Regions from separate parts of the Gossypium hirsutum genome. Here region 1 is linked to region 2. A link is a contact called in public Hi-C data. All regions are on one chromosome and are shown on one strand. Each heading gives the region's core, a stretch centred on a gene start, on an enhancer-like site or on the middle of the called end of the contact. The rest is flanking DNA. Distances are from core to core; before and after follow the strand shown.

Region 1 (5,672 bases), core at 1,496-3,995, 270 kb before region 2:
AATTAGATGTGAAACTTTTGGATACTATGATGTATTCAATAAACAATACATCTTGATATTAATTTTTATTTAAGTTATATCATGAATTTTATTTAAATTTATTTTGATTGAGGTTAAATATATTTTAATTATTAATTTAATTAGATATTATAACAATTAATTTTAATTATAGTTATTTAAATGTATTTATTGTAATTATATTTATATTTAAATTCTCTTGAAAACATTACAAATTTAGATCTTATTCTCTATTGCTTTTACTTTTTCATCATACAAATATTGTTAAACGTACTGAGTTTGAAATTAAAATAGTTTTGTAATACTAACAAATGGTCGCGTGCAATAATCAAATACATTGTACTCCTAATGAGAATGTAGGTTTAAATATTGAGAGTAACATTATTGGCTTTCAAATCTTGGAAGTAATATTATTGGGAGCAAAGGCCAAATTAGGGGGCTGGCAGGGCCTAATCCCCCTTAATGAAAAATTACTATTTAGGTCCTTTAAAATATTTAAACCAATAAAGGTAAAATTGCATTTTGGCTTTCTCTAAAATTATAAAAATTTTATTTAATCATTTAAAAATTATAAATATATAAACTATTAAAAGTTAAAATCTCATTCGGACTCTAAAAACTTATTCTAACTTTGTCCTTAATTCGGAGAGACATGTAGGAATCTGAAAAGTTGAAATAATAAATTATTTAGCTTTTAAGATTTTATAATAAATTTATTGAAATATACCCATTTATTCTTTCTTCCTAACCAATTCTACCATTCCCAATGTTAGTTTGTGTTTGTCTTTGAACTTATGATTGGTGGGACATTAAGGTATTGGGTGCAATTAAAAGTGATATATTAATGATTATTATATTAACATCTTTAATGAATTTTTACAAAATAAAAGAAAAAAAAATCTTTAATGAACTTTTGATGTAGTCATAAATAATTAATCAATACTCAGTAAAATATAGTCTGTATACTTAATTTAAAATTTAACATGTGTTTTATATTAATTATTTAAAAGTATTTAAAATTTTCATTTCATGTATTGTTGTATATTAAATTTTTTAAATGATATAATGATAAATTTAACCTTTAATATATACATTTTTGTCAATTTAATAATTTTTTAGTTAAATTTGATCATAAACCTATCAAAATGAGGTAAATAGTTTTTTTTAACAGAAATACTAACTAAAATATTAATCTTTTAACGATGTTGGCGTGACAACCCGCAGGACTATCCACTTGTATTTGATGTTGTATTGATACTATTTGACTATATTACATAAAAACATTAAAAATATACAAAAATACAAAAAAATATAAAAAAATTCAAAAAATAGAAGGAAGTACACATTTGTTATGTTTAAAATTTTAATATTTGCCAATATTTTTGTTAAAAAGATAGTAATTCAATTTTTTAAAAGATAAATGTTCAAAATTAATCTTTTTTTTCAAGTTGGAACTAAATTTAGCCTAAAACAGGCCAAATTATCCAAATATGCAAACGTTAAGGGATTAAATTGTGATTATACCTATGTGACAATGTTAAACAAAACCACATCTTCTAATTGCACTTTTCTTGATATGCATAACATATTCACATTTAGGATTTTGAAATCAATTTACGTCAATTTTATATCTAATGCAACAGTAGCTTGGGAGACTCTATGACAACGAGAATTAGGCGTTTTTGAACATTAGATGAACAATCAGAAGCTGTCATTCAAATTGCAATGTTGTTTTCAATCCTTGGAGATTCAAGATTGGAAGATATACCTCTGAGAAAAATAGGTTTTCGCTAATTTCCAACAAACCAAACATTCCCAAGAAAATTACCAGAAGAAAAAAAAGAGAGGATGAATTGCAGATGAACGAGTTAGCAAATGTATACTATTCACTATATATTTCTCCAAAAAAATTAGTAAAATTTACATAAATTCTCTGTTTTTGCCTTTCCAATGTTCCTGCAGTTCTTTCAAGAACAGCAAAATACCTGCAAAAAAAAAAAGATTCATGGCAGCGTTAGAATTGAATTCGAATTTAGTGGAATCCCACTTGATGAAATGAAATATGAAAAAGAGAGCCGTATGCTGAAACGAACATTGAATCTTCTAGTACGACGACGTCTTTCCATGACAATTTTGAGCCTTTGGAGCATTTCTTGTTCATTGAATATTGTCCCAGGGGAGCTTAAAAAAGCACTTCTTGGAACAGGGGGAGACCAGAGTCCACTCTTGGAATAATCGAAGTTGAATTCAGACACATCAAAGAACTTGTCAAGAAGGCGGTCGGATACAGATTTAGAAACCACTTGAACCTTAACTGGAGATGCCTCAACCAAATCACAAGAAGATGGAGACGAAATAACTTCAGATTCAGAGTTTGACATTGATTTTTTTGTTTCTCCAAAAAGAAAATAATGATAATGGTGATAGCTTAAGCGTGGTCAAGGTTGTTAGAAGGAGATAATGGTTTTAGTGACAAAGACATGTATGGCAGTAAACAATCATGGAGAGTTCGTGGGGGGGCATAACTAATGTTTTAAAACGCTCGGGGGTTGAAGTTTAGAGGAAACCTGCATTTGGGTAACCAATAATTTCAGCAATGAAAAGCTTGTTTTGTATATCTGCAAATTTTGTTTGGTATGGGGATTATTTCCTTTTTATTTTTATTTTTCTTCTGTGGACCCTCTTATCTTGTTCATTGGAAAAGGTCATGGTTGGTAACCAAGTTTCCAAAATGTGCTTTTAATCGAGTAGGTCCTGTTTATAATTTGAATGGGAACCATATCACCATGGAAAGATTCCTATTTTTTTGCAAATGTTTACATTTCCATTTCCTTCACTTTCAGTAAACATTTATTAGGAACTGTTTATTTAGTGCAGGCTACAATGGAAGCAGTAGGCCTTTGGTGGCCTTTTTTTTTCCCCATAGGTTTGGCAATAATTTCAACTCATTGGATGCTTAACTTGTTGAGAATAATGTTTTCAAATAATTAAAGCCTCAAGTTTGTGGGTCAGAAAATACAGGCAAAACATAAACTCAGCTCAGGTTTGGTTGATTATTTTACTAAATACCCAACTGCATTTTCCTTGCTATGGGCCAAGGATCGACTTCAGGTGCAGTAAGATAAATAAATATATTGGGACTTTTATCAGAGACCTTTCATCAACAAGAATAGTACGGTCGAGGTATTTATTATTATCACAGTGAAGATTCCAAGAAAAAGAAAACAACCATTTTGTGCTTCCACGTAAATATTTCTATGTTTTAATATTTGAGATTTACACTTTATTATTTTGAGGTTTTTTAAAATTGGGTTTAAAATAAAAACTCTCCTAAATATTATTATAATATAAATATAAAAGTTTAAATTCAATCTCAAATAATTTTATTGCCTTCCCCAATCATCAAATATATATATATCATCAAGTTATCGCCTTTTAGTTTGGGTTCTATTTCAAACAATTTCATTCTCCTATATATATCTCATCAAGTTGGCTTAATTAAGCTTTTTCAATACTAATTAAAAATAGATTTAAATATGTTAAAGCTGGTTTTATTCTATTGAAATTTAAAATTTAGTCTATTTATTTTAATTTTTTGAAATTAAGTCAACCTATTTTTTTATATAAAACTTTTAATCTCTTCATCTAATTTTGCAACTATAAAAAATATTGAATAAGGAGTTTAGCTCTCATATTTTATAAATTTTATAAATTTGGTCTTTACTTTTTAAATACATAAAAATTAAAAATTGTTTTTTATATTTTCAATAAAAATAATAAAAAAATTAAAAATTATATTTATTTTTAAAAAAATTCATCTAAAAATTCAAAAATTATAAAAACAAAAATTTTTAAAATTCAAAAGAATTATGTTATTTACTTCTTGAGTAATAATTAGAGGTGATCATGGGCCGGGCCAGGTTCGGGTTGGGCCCAGATAAAATTTTAAGCCCGTCTACTAGGCCCCGCCCAGCCCGAAATATGAGCCTGAAAATTTGTCCAAGCCCGGCCCGAAATAAAATTACTAAGACCGAGCCCGGCCTGGCCCGACCCATATTAATTTTTTTCTTATTTCATTAAATAAAAAATTTTAAAAATATAATAAATCAAATATATTTAAAAACATAAAAACAAATATTAAGACAAATAAAAATAATACTAAAACAATTCTTAAAACAATACACAAATTGACAATATAATAAAAAAAGGTTATATTAAAAATTTAAAATGATTAAAAATAAAATAAAAAATATATTAATATATAATTCGGGCCGGGTCGGGCCCAAGCCTGGGCCAAAAACTCTTGCCCGAGGCCCGGCCCGTTTTCTAAACGGGGCTCATTTTTTTGTCCAAGCCCATTTTTCGGGCCTATATTTTTACCCAAACCCTCCCATTTTTCCAGCGGGCCTTCGGGCCGGGCCGGACCGCCCAGCCCATGATCAGCTCTAGTAATAATAAAGTGTCTTCAAATTTAAGTTATTCTTTTTGTCAGTATTAAATAGGATTTTAATATAATTTTAAATTTAAATAAAAAATATTTTTTTAGAAATTAAAAAATATTTGTTCAAGTTTAATTTTAATAGTATTGAATGGATAAATCAAACTTTAAGTAGACCTTATTATCATTTAAGGAGTACATAACTTTTCTTTTTTGAATTTTATGAATTAAAAAATATTTTTATTTAATTTTAAAGAGTTTTATTTTAATAATTTTTTGGAAAGTTTTTATTTTTATTTTTGCTTTTTAATTCTTTTAGAATTTTTTTATTTAAAATATAACAACTTTTAATTTTTTATGATTTTATGTACTTTTAAATAGTAAGGAGCAAACTGAAAAAAAAAACTATTAAAGGTTAAAAAAGATATTTATTAAACATTGTACTAAAATTTTAGAAAATGAGTGGGAATTTGGATGTAGATCAATATGTCCTAAAACTTATAAAAAACATAGAAAGAAAAATAAAATATATAAATTAGTTAGATGGAAACCAGGAAATAAAAATATACTGGTTATAATAAAAAGAAAAAAATTGTTAGAAGAAGAACTTTTAAAAAATCTAAAAGACAAATATGTAAATGTTTCATATGTGATGAAGAAGGTCATATAGCAACAAATTGTCTTAATAAAGGAAAAAATGCAAAGAAAATGATAAAAACTCTTGAAGAACAAGATTTAGAAATATGTTTAGAAAAAGAAATAAATCATGAAGAAATATTATATGAATTAATATCAGAAACAGACTTTGATTCAAATGATGAAAAATATATATTTATGTTTAATGTAGAAAGTAGTTCTAATAACTAATTAGAAGAAATTCTTAAATCTGAACAACAGGATATAAAATTAGGAAATTTAATCGGAGAAGAAAAAGACTTTTCTGATGAAATGATAGAAAAATAAATAAGAATCATATTTCTAAAGAAGAAATATATAAAATTTCTAAATTCAAGATATAGAGTCAAAGACACATAGAAAAAATTAGTGACAATACAGTCGCTAAAGATACTAGAGGTGGATTAACAGAAATTCTATTGTTTACTAAAGATAAAATTAAAGGAATTAGGAAGAAATATCTGTAACGCTCGGGTTTGTGGAAGTGTACACAGTCGTTATCAAGTAATAAGTAAATATTAATTTATCGTCTCCACAGGGA
Region 2 (6,302 bases), core at 3,709-6,208:
ACATGAAACAACAGTATTAAATATAATCTATATATTGCATAATACCCATTACTTGCACTTAATTAATAAAATTACATAACCATCACATGTATATAATTAATAAGCACTTTACACATGTACTCGACATGCAAAACTTAAATAACATAGCAAGTCTAAGTGTTATTCACGCACATCATAGCTTAATACAATAATGAGTTTTGAAATTAGTGTCATGCACACTTTTTTTCTCTTTTACTTAATAACTTCATGATTTTTAATAATACAATGACTTCTATAATGAACCATAGAACCGAATATGCACATCATCAACAGACCAAATTGTATTTTATGCATACGTCCTTGACCTTGACTTAATATAAACTTGACATTTAAAACATATATTTTATTCATTATGAATGCTCACAACTTGCGCATTTATCCAAATGTCAAAGCTAAAATTATCATTAAAATTCTAGATTCATATCATTTAGCCAACTGGGTTATCCATGAACCAATACATTATTGAGACAATGCCGCACATAACATTTACAATCGCATCATAATAAACACACCAAACATACATTATAGCTTTGCTCTTTCTTAACCGAAACCTATTGTTTAAGAATCACATGCAAAACCAAACTTCCAACTTCAATTACTAATTAAAAAGTTCATTAAACATTTGACTAAGGATAAACAAGACCAAGCCTAACATAACACACAAGCTAATTTCAAAGCATATGACACTCATCACACATACTTTGCATTCAAAGCAAGCAATTTAATGATTAGGATTCGTTAAAGCCTTACTTAACATAATCGGATACTAATATAATAACTTAGCCATTTTCGCATGGCATTTATACATAACCAACTTTCATCATTTTCAAAATAAAATCCAGCCTATACATGCCATAATTTGAGTTTAGCTGATAAGGTACCAAAACAGTAGATAGTGTGATGAACTTTGCTGACAGTCCTCGAGCTCGTAGCTTGATCCAAAATCTATAAAACAGAAATAAACATATACACAAATAAGCTTTTTATAGCTTAGTAAGTCATAATCAAATAATCAACCCAAGGATATTATCAACGTAATTTAACTAAACCAAATTATATTATCATAACACATTTAGATCCAAACGCATATAAATTCATATTATATATACATATATATATTCATTATAAATATCACCTAAACGAATGTCCATATAGTCAAACTAACATATTAGCATTTAATTTTCCAAAGCCAAATAATCATTACAAATCTAATTCACATACACTCAATTACTTAAGCTCACGTGTTACCATATAATTTCATATACATGCATTGATTATGTGACCGAATACATAAATTCCCATACATATAATTAATACTCATTCCAATAATTTTCACAAGGTTGAATACCCATACCTAATTCACAAGTAATCCTCATTTGCAGTACACACAATTTGTAATGAGTATCAATTTACACACTTACCTTATTTTAAATAAATCTCAACTAATTCATACCTGGTCATTTAGCTCGTTTTACACATTCGAATACAACTTATCTTTGCCCAATGAACCATTCGGAATTGGATAGGACACTCGAATAATCACATAAATCGTACAATGCCAACGTCCCAGATGTGGTCTTACATGTAACCACATATCGATGCCACTGTCCCAAGCAGGGTCTTACTCGTAAACACATATCGAAATCACATATCGATGCCATGGTCTTACTCGCACACATATATCGAAATCCTATGTCATGACATATGTATCCTAGCTATTCCTAAGGTTCATATGGAGCTTTCGGACGTCGTAACTCGGTCGAATCGAACTCGAAAGTGTAGTAGTCAAATTTAATCATTTTCGGCCATAGCATATTAAAATTCTACATTTCATAACAGCATATAAATATAACATTTAATTACCAAATACACACGTCTTTTTGTTTATAAACTTACATCAGATGTCATAAAACGGGACGGGGCTGCTAGTCGACAACTTTCGTTTTTCCCCGGTCCAAATCTGATTTCTTTATTTATTGATCTAAACATATTCAAATTAAGCTCATTCAAACATATTTTCATTCAATTTAATCCAAAAACACATAAATAGGCAAATTACCATTTTACCCTAGCATTTACAATTTTTATAATTTAGTCCCTATTGCACAAAACACAAAATATGCAAAATTTCAAGGTACCCTTGTTTGGCCGAATATTCCTAGTGTTCATACAAGACCATATATTTCATTTATTTCAAATTTTAGTCCCTCAAATTATTATTTTTTCAATTAAGTCCTAATTACCCAAAATCATCAAAAACTTCAATACAAAATATGTTAATCTAAAACATATCTTTCATTTTTCATCATCAACCAACAAAAATCACAAGCTATCAAAAATGGCTCAACTCAAAATATTCATCAAAATTAAAAATTCAAGCATGAGTTTTGAAGTATTCGAAGCAACGATCTCAAAAACGTAGAAATTATCAAAAACCGAGCTAAAACTTACCTTGAATCAAGCTTAAAAGTGCAGAACCCTAAGTTTCTTTTCTTTTCTTTGGTTATTTTGATATTCGGCTAGTAGAAAGTATGAACACATTATGATTTGTCTTATTATTTTATAATATACTTTATATTATAACATTGTATCACATAAGTTACTATTTTACCCTTACTTATTATTATGTTTAAATTACTTACTAATAGCCGAATGTGTTCATGCAAGTATGTAAAGGTATATTTACATCATAGGTGCTTCCATTAATAAAGACATTAACAATTAAGTACTTTCACATTTAACCACTAAATTTTTATCTTACGCGATTAAGTCCTTTGATTTAATCGGGCACCTAAACGACCAAATTAAATCACGAAATTTTCACAGACATAAATTCACACAGAATAAACACTAAAAATAATTTAAAAATATTTTTTTGACTCAGATTCATGGTCCCAAAACTACCATTCCGATTAGGGTCTAAATTGGGCTGTTATACCGGTCACATCAAGTTTTAAAAGAAAATTTTTTTATGGGTGTCGCCTGGTCAATTGGTGGCACCGAACTGAAATGCGATGACCTAAAATATCTAGGGACATGATAGGTAAATTTTCCATTTTGATTGAAAAGCTTTAAGGGTGCCGCCTCACAGCTTGGCGGCACCAAACTTCAAATAGGGTATATTGCTTCATAAAACCCTTCTTGTTTATTATTTCTTTTTATTTCCCTTCAACACAAAAAATAAAAAGGTCTCTTATAAATTAATCCAAAATTTTTTTACTAAATTTTTTTACTAAAAAGTATTTTTGTAAAAAAAGCTTATTCCAACTAGAAATAAATTTTATTTATTTTTTAAAAGTAATTTTTTTGTAAAATTATTTTTCAAAAAAATTATTAGAACGGGAATAAAATAATTTGAAAAAAAAACTATTTTTCAAAAAATAAATGAAATTTATTTTCAGTTGAAATCGACTTTTTTACAAAATACTTTTTAGTAGAAAAACTTTTTGAACTAATTAATAATAGGCCTCTCTATTTTCGGTGTTGATGGGAAATAAAAGAAAATAAATAAGAAGGGGTTATTAAGTAATTTACCTTTTTGAAGTTTGGTGTCATCAAACTGTCAGGTGGCACCCTTAAAGCTTTTGAATCAAAATGGCAAATTTACATAGTAGGTCCCAAAATATTTTAGGTCATCACATTTCAGTCCGATGCCGCCGATTGAGTAGGCGGCACCCATAAAAAATATATATTTTTAAAACTTGATGTGATCGGTGGATGGGGAGAGGGGTGCCGCTGATTGGTCAAGCAGCACCGATTTTTTACTGTAGCTCCTACCTAGATTCGTAAATATTATTGCCTTTAGCCCATTTCAGTATTTATTTAATTATTTTATATTATTTTGGTAAAAAAATTCTAAAAATACATTTTAGAAATTAATTTCCAATAGCAATATTTCGAGAAATCAAATATTAATATTTTATTTGAAGAAGGGCAAATATGTTATATTTTTACTAATAAAATCAAGAAGAAGAAGAAGAAGAAGAGAGACTACAATAAATAGTATACACAACTCTTAGCATAAAACGATAATCAAAATCCATTTTTTTTTTAAATTGGACTTATGATTAAATCGATCAGACCATCAATTCTCGATTTAACTGGTCTATTTGGTTCAAAACAAATAAATTATCAAAAAAATAAAGAAAACATTAAAAATTAAAATAAAATTAGGTTCAACCAATTTAACTATCGATTCAACTAATTTTTTAGTTTGATTCAACCGATCTGTATTAGTTCCTAAATCCACTAGTTTTTTGTCACTTTCCAAATCGATACCTCGACCACTTTGATCCAATGGATTCAACCAATTAATTTGATTGGGTTCAGACAACATTACCAATATATCATTGAAAGCATTCAAATTGAAGGTTTCTTTTTGACAATTCTGTTGTATGCCTTCAAAAAAAACTTAGAAAAATGTTTAACCAAATCACCTGATTACAAGTTAATACTAAAATTTCTAACGGTATACCAATATTTGTAACAAATATTTCTAGCTTGTATAAGTTACAAATTTTGGTATAATAATGATTCAAACGTATGCTATTTTTGGGGAAAGTAGATACTTTGACAATAAGCCACAACTTAGATTCAACAAGTTATTCCTAGTAAAATTATCATGAATGTTCTTATACTAAGAATTAGATTATATTTTGCCCTCTTAATTAAAAAAAATGAACAATTTAGTCTCTATATATTAGATTAAAGAACAAATTGATATTTTTATTAAAATTTTCATTTATTTCTATAGTTAAAAATTGATTCATATACATTAGCATGAGTGACACTTTCTGATTATTTCATCAGTTACGTTAATTTTTAATAATACAAAAATTAATTTACTTTTTTTGTTAAAAATAGAAAAATGCAAATTAATTTTAATATAAAATCTTCTATCATATTTTTATCGTTATTCGTGTTATTAAAAAAAAGGGAAAAGAACCCGAAAAATCAACAAATAGTGTCTGGAAATTACAACATTCCCAATTCAAAAGACTGTAAATAACATTGGTTAAATTGACCCATAAATCCTCATTTTCCAACAGCAACATTATAGGTGAAAAATTTTGAAGGCATTGAAGTCATTCCAGAAAAAGCCCCAACGTTCAAGGACATTTCCCCACATTTTCTGGAGTCCAACGGAGCAGACAATTAGTCTTTTACATTTCCAACTCATAAAACAACTAGATTTTTTTTCTTAGGCAGATCTCAAAAGAAAAGGCTTTTAATATACATAGAAGCCGCGGGCCATCCCCTCGTTCACACACTCGTTTATTTACTTGACGCAAAGAAAGAGGGTAACAGCTGTGGTTCTGAGAAAGAGTAAAGATGGCTGGTTACAGAGCTGAGGATGACTATGACTATCTTTTCAAGGTGGTTTTGATCGGTGATTCCGGTGTCGGAAAGTCAAATCTGCTCTCGAGGTTCACCAGGAACGAGTTTAGCCTCGAGTCCAAGTCCACTATTGGTGTTGAGTTCGCTACACGTAGCTTGAATGTTGATGGAAAGGTCATCAAGGCTCAGATTTGGGACACTGCTGGTCAAGAAAGGTCTCACTTTTCCTACTTTCTCGTCTTCCTTTCCTTTTTTTTTTTTGATCTGGGTATTTATAGTTCTTTTCTGATTTTGTATACAAAGATAGGCAAATATCATAAGCTATAAGGTTTTCCTTCTTCTTGGAGATTGTTTTCTTGAAATTTGTTGTTGCTTGGGAAAAGAAACTAACTTTGATTCTTGAAGAGTTTGGTTTGATCTGAAATGGGGTTTAACAAATCTTCCTTTTACCAGTATACTAGAGAAAAAAAAAAGGTCTTGCTTATCTAGATCTGAGAGTATCTTGTAAGTAAATGGTGTTATGATTGCTTGTTTCTTGCAAATCTGTTGTTTAGATTTAGTAACTTTCCTAATAGGCTTGTATTGCAAATAGATCCAACATAGATTTGAAGTGCATGTCAGCAGATCTTGACTATTCTTAATCTTGTGATCTTGTTATACGAGTTGTGTGCATTCATCTAAAGTTAAGTGGCTTGACAAAATGAGTAACAAACGAGATGGTCATGCTTTGCATTAATATGTTCGCTTCCTGCTAGATATAAGATTTGTTTGTCTTCGTTACTTGCCCGCTTTCTGATTTTCTCATATGTTATCACTAGTCACAAAGAGATGATGATTGCTTACCAGGATCTTGATTCCGATTTGCGCGTGGAATTTGTTAGTCTAGTGTTTAGCATCAGTCTAGTCTGGTATTTTGGGATGTTGCA

Evidence for each region. Hi-C and Micro-C count contacts between places; a contact is called where the count stands out from the background.
Region 1: a contact with region 2 is called in a Hi-C map of leaf, with 3 times the contacts expected there. The contact joins the promoter of LOC107963178 here to the promoter of LOC107962262 in region 2. A contact is called at or near these places in 17 of 34 Hi-C or Micro-C datasets (anther, callus, hypocotyl and 3 more).

The regions. Positions count from the first base shown.
Region 1 is chrA06:101,820,369-101,826,040 of Gossypium_hirsutum_v2.1, reverse strand. LOC107963178 reads right to left here and starts at 2,745. Exons shown (of 2, transcript XM_016899752.2): 1 at 2,112-2,745; 2 at 1,708-2,003. The coding sequence starts at 2,399. The coding sequence ends at 1,986.
Region 2 is chrA06:101,550,084-101,556,385 of Gossypium_hirsutum_v2.1, reverse strand. It overlaps LOC107962262 (ras-related protein RABA1c), which reads left to right and starts at 4,958. Exons shown (of 2, transcript XM_016898580.2): 1 at 4,958-5,591. The coding sequence starts at 5,371.